Linked DNA regions of Mus musculus: regions 1 and 3 are each linked to region 2. The links are chromatin contacts, called in public HiChIP or PLAC-seq and promoter capture Hi-C maps. All regions are on one chromosome and are shown on one strand. The core of a region is the stretch at or near the end of the contact, and the rest is flanking DNA. Distances in the headings are between cores, read along the strand shown. Region 1 holds the start of Mki67 (antigen identified by monoclonal antibody Ki 67). Region 2 has its middle 19 kb from the start of Clrn3. Region 3 holds the start of 5830432E09Rik (RIKEN cDNA 5830432E09 gene).

Region 1 (2,700 bases), core at 153-2,652, 210 kb after region 2:
GCATACCTCTTACAATAAATACCACATAACCAAATGCAAATTGATTTAAATTTTTTTAAACTTGTTAAAAGTATATTTAAGTAATATTGCAGAATAATCAAAATGAATGACACTTGTGACAAGAATTTGTACTCTCTTCTTTTAAACAACAACAAAGTTATAGAAAGTTCTTTACTCTGACAGGAAGTTCTTACTCTCAAGAAAACAGAGGTTTTGGGTTTCAAAACACCAGGCAGAAAGACCATATGTTCGAACCCCGTTTTACGGAGCAAAAAGATCACCACAATCCATACTAGATACAAAAGACCACAGACATTCTGGACCAGATACTTCCTCGACTGTCAAATACACCATGTCTCTGTCCTTACTCAGCAGTACTAACTAACGGCAGGCACCTCTCCCAGGGTGACATGAAAATCTGTCACCAGACTTTGTCAAATGTCTGAGAACTACCATTCTTGCCAGATCGCCATCTTCCTACCACTCATCCTGTGCCACACACTGATTGATCTTAAGTGTCAGTCGCCATATGGGACCCTAGAGATGTAACCATTAACAAGGCAGACCTTGTCTTGGAATTTAATCTACTGGGAGACAAACAAAACAATCTAAAACCTAGTCACCAATCTGCATGGTGTTAGGAAAGACGAGTTTTCTTAAAAGCATCCTCTCAAGTAACATTTCAAACGCGGCAGAAAGCCATAAGGGTCAACGTTTGCAGAAGTGGCAACACCAGCCACTGCCTGGAAGGCCTCAGGGAAGATTGCCATCCGACCGACGGGGGAGGGTGAGAGGGGACTCTCCCAGAGCACCCGAGCAGGGTTCTCCTATCTGATGTTTCCCGAAACATCCAGAGCCACAGCCGGCTGCCTGAGAACGACAGTGCGGAAGTTGCGGGACACCGACGTCAGCCTCGCGTCTACCGAGTGTAAAATCCCGATTCCATTTGGAAGCTCCCAATGCATGAGCGTGACTTCCGAACAAGCCACAGGGACAACCCTGTCAAACGCAGAGGGGGGTTGGGCCGCGGGGTCGCCGCCCCGGGTCACCTCAGCCCCGGCGCGCACTCACCTTCCAAACAGGCAGGAGCTGAGGCTCAGCGGGAAGTGTGCGCCGTCATCGCCGCTCCGCTTGATGGTGACCAGGTGAGCCGAGGACGCCATGGTCCGCCCGGCCGTCGGGACTGCGGACCAGGGCGGAGAAGCCTCTCGGTGAAGCTCGCAGTCGCCCCGCCGGGCCGCTCCTCAGCTGGTCCAGTCAGCGCAAGTTAGCTCTGGCCGCCGCTCACCGGGCGCAGCCCGCGTCGGAGCCCTCGGCTCCTTAGCCGCGGAGGACCGACCACGGCCACCCGCGGCCTTCGCTCCGCCCCGACCAGACCCGCACTCCCGCCGCCCGCGTCCCAAGTGCCCGCCACCCGCCACCCGCCGCCCCGTCCAGCCCCGACTGTCCGCCTAGGCGGTTCCGCGCCAAGGCTCGCCCGCCGCAGCCCGCCCGATTCAAACCAAAACGGCGGTTCAAATTCTGGCGCTAAGTGCTGCGATTGGGCCAGGCGGCCAGCCAGAGACCAATGGCGAGGGCGACAGAGGATTGGGGAAGTCCAGAGGTGGGGCCAGGCTGCGAGCCTGGGGGGGGGGGGGGGGGTGGAGCCGGAAGGTGGGAGGGGCCAGGCCGGTAGGCGGGGCCGGGCCAGAAGCTGGCTGGAGAAGCGGAACCCGAGCGGAGATAAGCTCCGGAAGGCGGGCAGGGTGGGGCTGGTGGGCGGGCCACTGCTGCTCTAATAGGCAGGGTAGAGGGTCCCAGCTTTTTCAGTGTCAGCAAAACTAGCGTGGCGACCTGTAGGAAGCTACCTGTAGGCTCCCTCTCCAGAAATCAAACACCGACAACGCCGCATCTTGCTCAACGCTAGAAGCTTTCTATTTTTAAAATTTATACCCTTCCTCTGCCGTTTCTGCAACACCTCATACGCAACCTAAGGTTGTTTCTCCTGCCTTTTCAGTATCCCTCAAACTGTCCTTTAAAAACTGGGGGACATCATTATAATTCATTCTACAGTCTCCCTGCTTAATGAACACTGAGGCAGTGGCACGGTTTTTCCGAAACCATAACTTAAGAGTTATTGCTGCGGCACGGTTAAGTTTGCAATGCTTTGCTGTTTCAGGGGGAAATGCCGATTAAAATAACCTGTGCAAGACTGCACCTGCAAATCCTAAAATAGGGCTCCTGGGGCACCAGTTGGGGTTATCTGAGGCCAGGTGCCAGTCAGATGAATATAGAGTACCTATGTTTTCCTGTCCTCTTTTTTCATGCTCCCTCCTCCTGTTCCTGGATCAGTGTTCTTCCAGTAGGGTGTTGTAAAAATTCCGCTTCTGGGGCAATAGAACCAATGTCTACCCTCTCCTCAAGGTCTCAAGGACAAGCCTGAAGTATGAAGCCATGAAATTTCACTCTGGGGAACGAGTGTGTTATACCACCCTAACCCAGGCTGATTAGTTATAGCATACCTCTTGGCCTCTAAACCTAAACCTCTGGTCAGGACTTCAAAAATATATTTAGGGTGCCATTGGGCCCCTTTGCTCCTATTCACAATGGGGCCACATGAATACACCCCCTTTCTGTGCTTCTCACTGTTGCCTCCTCTTTAATTAGCCTACTGAGGATGGGTGGTCCAGCCTGCCTTGTTAGGGCTGCCAGGATCCAAGC
Region 2 (2,700 bases), core at 38-2,537:
GGCCGTAAACTAGGCAGTTCTACTATGAGAGCACTGCTTCAGCCATGACATTGAGGTGGTGGTAATGTGTTTGTTAGCTTGGTTGGAGTTCAGCTGGGAAACATGTCCAGAGGAGCCTTTCTAGCTCATCACCACCATCATAATATCCATCCCCATCACCCACTCAATGTATTTTGCCAAGTGAATGCTAAAAACGAGTATTTCTACAGAACTCTCCAGAAATATAAAATCCCCATGTAACAACTGATATAAAAGTTTGTAAAATAATAATGTTCACAAAAATGATTTCAGGGGAGTTCTCTATAGTGTTCCTCATGACCCACACTCTTGGGAACTGGACACTGTTAGAGTTAATGTTTATATGATTTTTCACCATTTATTTATTTATTTATTTATTCATTCATTCATTCATTTTACACAGGCTTTCTCCATTAGTTAGTTAATTTATTCATTTTACATGGGAATGTTTAAAAGAATAAACTCAATAAAATTAAAAAGAATAAAAACACCTTTAAGCATCCCAGCATTTCTGCCTCTTTACTCATCTTATTTCTCAAATGAGGAAGCAGATAGAAGCAAACCACAGTTTCGCCTGCCCCTTTGTCTGCAGCAGATCATTTTCAAAGCTGCTGTCAGCCTTGTTTGAGGTCAGAGCTGGCAGCAGAGCCAAAGCTCCCTGTCTCTGGGCCACTATTCATTTACATCTGTGTAGGAAGCCCTTGAGAGCTCCCATGGCTCCCATAGTTCCATTCTGCCTGTCGCCTGTCATATGGACTCCCTGTCCACTGCTCCGTAAGCACGGCATTGACTGTCCTCTTCCTTACTCCTCTCCAGTCTCTGCGTCCTCTGTGCTGTGACTGCTCTGTGAACTCTTGCTTGCAGAGGAACCACTGGACCTGAGTTTCTGACACACAGCATTTGCTCTCTCCGCCATACCAATGGCCACCAGCAGAATAATCTCTAGGTACCACTATGACGGCATCATGAAAAAGTGAATCTAGTTTAAACCCAGGACCTCTTTGTGAAACCAGGGAAGAAAACGTGCAGTTTGCACGCCAATGAAACTGGTTATAGTTCTAATCAAAAGATGAATGTCTACCCATATCAACATTGTAAGAATCTAGCACACTCAGTAACTAAAATGACATGTGCCTGGGTTAGCTGAGTAGAGTCCAAAGTCTAGTCCTGGACATGTAGTTCTGACTTTTACAGCCACTGTATACACACATGGGGCCACTGTCAGCTTCTCTGAGAGCATGACTCATAATTCTGCTCAGCCTCTTGCTCACTGTGGGACAACCCATACCCAGCCAAGCCAGCCTGACTCACAGTGGCTCTACTATAAACGGGGCTGACAAGAAAGCCGTGTGTACCTTTGCTGCCAGGTCTCCCTCCATAGGATCTCCGGTGTGCAGTGTTTAGGTGAGCATACAGTGTGCATCTGGGAAACAGTGAGAGCCATGGGTGTGGCATTGACTGAGGAAGGGGACTCCAGGGACAGCACAGTGATCTACCTGAGACCCATATTAGTCCAAGCAGCTGTGTCTCAAGAGAAGCAGACAGGTGGCCAGTCCACTAGGGGCCAAGGCAGCCAGAGATATGTGTTCTGCTTAACAGGAAAGGATTAACAAGCAGGAGGGAAGTCTTCAAGAGTGACAATGACAATGACTGGCTAGAAAATATGGAGCATGTCTCCTTCCTTTTAATAAACATTTAACATCAGAATGAATCTTGGCAGTGTGGAGCCTGCTATAAATACCTCCTTCCTCCTTTGCTGGGTGTATAGGGTACTCTGTAGGAGAGACCCCCTTCCAGCTCAGATGAGTGAGCATCCAAGTCCACCTAAAGGCTCACTAAGACAAATGGGTATCTTTGCCTGAAGAAGCTGAATGAAGGAGATGTACAAACAGGATAGAACAGAGCATGGCATCCTGGTCTATGTGTAAAAGTTCATCAGGAATGCCACACATCCTCTTGGACAGAAACCAGGAGCTTGGTAGTTGTGTCAATGACTGTTCGCAGCACTAGGTCACATGTGCGTGGAAGAGCCTAAGAGCTGTTTTCAGTTCTGCTGCTAAGCTTAGGTTTTCTGTGTGTTGCCTGTTCCCATACAGAACTGAGGGACCTGTGTAGCCTGCGGAATCCAACAGCGACCATGTTGGTGTCTTTCTCTCCTTCCACACAAACTACAGACTCCCAGTTCCGGGGATGGAGCACGGCCCTTGGCATGAGCTCTCAGGTCCTTCTCACCAGGCCAGGGTGTGACACTATTGCTGCTCTTTCGTCTCTTTGGTGACTCCCGGAAGCCTGGCTCCAAGGATTCCCTGTTTGGTGCCTGTTATCCATGGTTGCCCCTCCTGTTACTCACTCATGTCTTTCTTGTGAGTAAGGAGCTAAGGGAGTGGCAACACCTCGGACTCTGCCACTTCCCACAGTTGGCAGTGAGATGGCAAAGCTACTCATTAATGTAGTTGCGATAGCCAGACATCCAAGTACTGAGAGAGCTGAGACTCCTGAGCGATCACACATTTCTCCAGCTGCATGAGGGGTCAGCTTTCACACATGGCTGATGACCTTGTTTGAGGGCACCTCCCCAAACAGAACCCCAAAGAGTTTCTGGGGTTCTGGTTGCCTGGTAGGGAGAGGATGGGGTTGCTAAGAGACCAGGGAGACCTACTCCTCTCCCAGCTGAGATGTTAG
Region 3 (2,700 bases), core at 133-2,632, 140 kb after region 2:
GAGCCACACTCATTCACTGGAGAAGCAGGCTTTTGATGGGGCCTTTTGGCTGGGAGCTTTGTGGTGATAGGAGGGCACCCTAATAGGTTGAGAGAGAATGGGTCAATTGATGACCACAAGGACACCAAAGGCACGGTGCAAGGGTAGGGATATGTGTCTCTCTGAGGAAGGTGGACCTGGGAGGTGTGAAGAATGGATGCACAAGTTGGTTCCAGGAAGCCAGCAGTCTCTATGACAAAGAATTCAAGGCTCTGAAAAGCCAGGCCATTGTGTGCCTGTTCCTCAATAACTGTATCAAACCTCGGGACCGGGCTGTTTCCTTATACCTGGTGCTCCTGATTCATCTGGGTTGGGACACAACAACTGTACCCTGAGGGGAAGCCACCTTCCTCCACCTCCTCATTGAAGAGAGAGGCTGGGCCAAAGATGCTTAGAGAAATAGCTGGGCTGGGCAGTGGTGGCGCACACCTTTAATCCCAGCACTTGGGAGGCAGAGGCTGGCGAATTTCTGAGTTCAAGGCTACCCTGGTTTACAGAGTGAGTTCCAGGACAGCCAGGGCTATACAGAGAAGAGAAACCCTACCTCTGAAAACCAAAGGGAAAGGAAAAGAGAGAGTGTGTGAGAGAGAGAGCAGGGTACATTGGGGTACGAGGAGGTCACCCTTCGTCAGAGTCCTTGAACAAGTCCCACCATTGCACTCCTCTGTCCCCTGGAAAGAACTGAAGGGAGATAATTTCTAAACTGTAGCATGGGGGAAGTCCTTACCCCTACCCAAGGTCCTGATGGGGTCTCTGCCCTCTACCACCCCACCCACCCACAGGCCCTCCGGACCCTGGTGCATCCCAGCCGCTGCTCACCTGGCTGCTGCTGCCCCTGCTCCTCCTCCTGTTCCTGCTTGCAGCCTACTTCTTCAGGTAGGAGTGTCCCCAGGCGCTGACGTGCTCTCACCAGCTCCTATGAGGAAATGAGTGTGCTGGAGGCTGGGGGTGTGGGCCCAAACAGCTCAGACAGCGGCTGGCCAGGCCTGAGCTGCCACACAGCTCAGCCATGAGCAGCAGAAAGAACTTTTCCCGGCTCACCTGGTGGGTATCACCACACTCAGGGCTTGGGGGTTCCCGCGGTGCTGAGACCTAACACATCTTGTGTGTGCCTTTAAGGTTCCGGAAGCAGAGGAAGGCCGTGGTCAGCAGCAACGACAAGAAAATGCCTAACGGGATCTTAGAAGAGCAAGGTATTGTACACTGGGCTTGGTACAGCGGGCAGGCATGGGGCTGTCACTCAAGCTTGCCACTCTCTCCAGCTCCTCCTGGGCTCACGCTGTCACTTGCTAGTAACCCAGAATCTCTGTTTCGGAACTTAGTGTGAGAGGTCGTTTTTTCCCTGCAAGAGAGCGGATGTCTGAGACATTTCAGTTTGTGAGGTTTTTTTTTTTTTTTTTTTTTTTTTTAAAGAGACCACTCATATCCTGTCGGTTTAGCAGGGCTTTGCCAAGTCACATTTCTCACTGAAGCCTTTGAAATCACCCCGTGATAGGGCTCTAACTCATGGTGAGGAGTGTTCAGATGTGACGGTACTACCTCAGGATCAAGCTGGAAAGGGCACTGCTCTGCCAGAGCTCATCGCTCTTGAGAAGGAGTGCCAGTGAGGGGACATGCCTAACTTAGATTCCAGCTGTGTCCTAACTTGTAAACGCTGCTTATGAAAGCTTGTTTTTCTCTCCTCTCTGTGTGGTTTCAAAGGTGCAGGCTCTAGCTGAGTCGGGGTGGCATGGGCTTCTAATCTCAGTATTCGAAGGCACTTGTTGAGGCAGAAGCAACACAGGTTCAAGGCCAGACTGAGCGACGTAACAAGATCCATCTTCAAATGGCCAAGGGACCTGGGGATACAGCTCAGTGGCGTAGCACCTGCCCAATATATGCCGAGCCCCTGGTTTTTAGTGACGATTTAAAACACAAAACGCTGGCTCACAGCAGTGGTTCCAGCTTTCTGTTCTAACTTCCTGCAGAGCTTTGCCTGCCTTGAGGTAACGTGCATGCCGTCAGAACTCAAGCGACACTTTAGAACTCCCCCAAGGTAGTAAAGGAACTAACACAACCCCACAGATGGGAAGGCTATGGGCAAGAGAGGGCTCAGCTGAGCGGTAGCATTGCAGGGCTTGGGGGACCTGCACATCCGCATAGACAGGTCTGGTGCATCTGCAGTCTGCAACCTGCCCTTCTCGCCTCCCCGCACATCCCAAAAGCCAGTGCAGAGGGAAGAGTGTGGCTGGGAGGGGCAAGAAGGCAAAGGCTTCTACCAGCTCATCTGGCTGCAGCCGAAGGGTGTCTCAGTGAGCTCTGCAGGTGGGACAGGGCCTTTTGCAAAGGTGACAGCTGACTTATTCTACTGATCTTATGGAACCAGCTCCCTCTCTGTGAAGAGAGAAATGCCAGTCCCCAGCAGCCCTTTGTAGTGTCCTCTCCTCCCGTGCTTCAGAGATGGTTTGTTTCTCTGCATTGTAATGCATGTGATTTAAGGAAGCGGGTCTATGCATTGCCAAAAAGGGGAGGCTGCAAGACAGAGATCCTGGCAGTCCCCCCATCTGCTCTGAGTGTATACCCAGAGCCCTGTGATTACTCTTCTCTGGATCTAGTATCATGAAGCTGCCATGCCGTGCGTGGAAGGAACATAGGCTAGAGGGAAGGCTGAGTGGTGGGTGA

Evidence for each region. Promoter capture Hi-C pulls out the DNA fragments that hold promoters and counts their contacts. HiChIP or PLAC-seq counts read pairs in DNA pulled down with a chosen protein or histone mark.
Region 1: a contact with region 2 is called in a FOXA1 HiChIP or PLAC-seq map of pancreatic cancer cells. The contact joins the promoter of Mki67 here to the enhancer-like site in region 2. A contact is called at or near these places in 7 of 39 promoter capture datasets (the HPC-7 cell line, the SN4741 cell line, hematopoietic stem and progenitor cells and 3 more), 2 of 484 Hi-C or Micro-C datasets (the G1E-ER4 cell line and LSK cells), 2 of 115 datasets of contacts at active chromatin or transcription factors (acute myeloid leukemia and pancreatic cancer cells) and 2 of 9 other capture datasets (adipose tissue and liver).
Region 3: a promoter capture Hi-C map of the SN4741 cell line shows a contact between it and region 2, with 2.4 times the contacts expected there. The contact joins the promoter of 5830432E09Rik here to the enhancer-like site in region 2. A contact is called at or near these places in 25 of 39 promoter capture datasets (the 3T3-L1 cell line, 3T3-L1-derived adipocytes, the HPC-7 cell line and 17 more), 2 of 484 Hi-C or Micro-C datasets (cranial neural crest and embryonic fibroblasts), 7 of 115 datasets of contacts at active chromatin or transcription factors (the HPC-7 cell line, PVALB interneurons, acute myeloid leukemia and 4 more) and 4 of 9 other capture datasets (adipose tissue, liver, macrophages and 1 more).

What each region holds. Positions count from the first base shown.
Region 1 is chr7:135,714,977-135,717,676 of GRCm38.p6, forward strand. Mki67 (antigen identified by monoclonal antibody Ki 67) reads right to left here and starts at 1,403. Exons shown (of 14, transcript NM_001081117.2): 1 at 1,072-1,403. The coding sequence starts at 1,163.
Region 2 is chr7:135,508,179-135,510,878 of GRCm38.p6, forward strand. No RefSeq gene overlaps it. Among named protein-coding and RNA genes, the nearest start is that of Clrn3, 19 kb to the right of the region's middle. Within about 2 kb of position 1,288, at least 63 of the 459 cell types and tissues checked have an H3K27ac peak or open chromatin away from gene starts, as enhancers often do. A contact at or near this core is called in the HPC-7 cell line, the SN4741 cell line and pancreatic cancer cells, where this site is marked.
Region 3 is chr7:135,650,932-135,653,631 of GRCm38.p6, forward strand. 5830432E09Rik (RIKEN cDNA 5830432E09 gene) reads right to left here and starts at 1,383. Exons shown (of 3, transcript NR_015548.1): 1 at 859-1,383; 2 at 1-79. It overlaps Ptpre (protein tyrosine phosphatase, receptor type, E), which reads left to right. Exons shown (of 21, transcript NM_011212.3): 4 at 822-915; 5 at 1,159-1,232.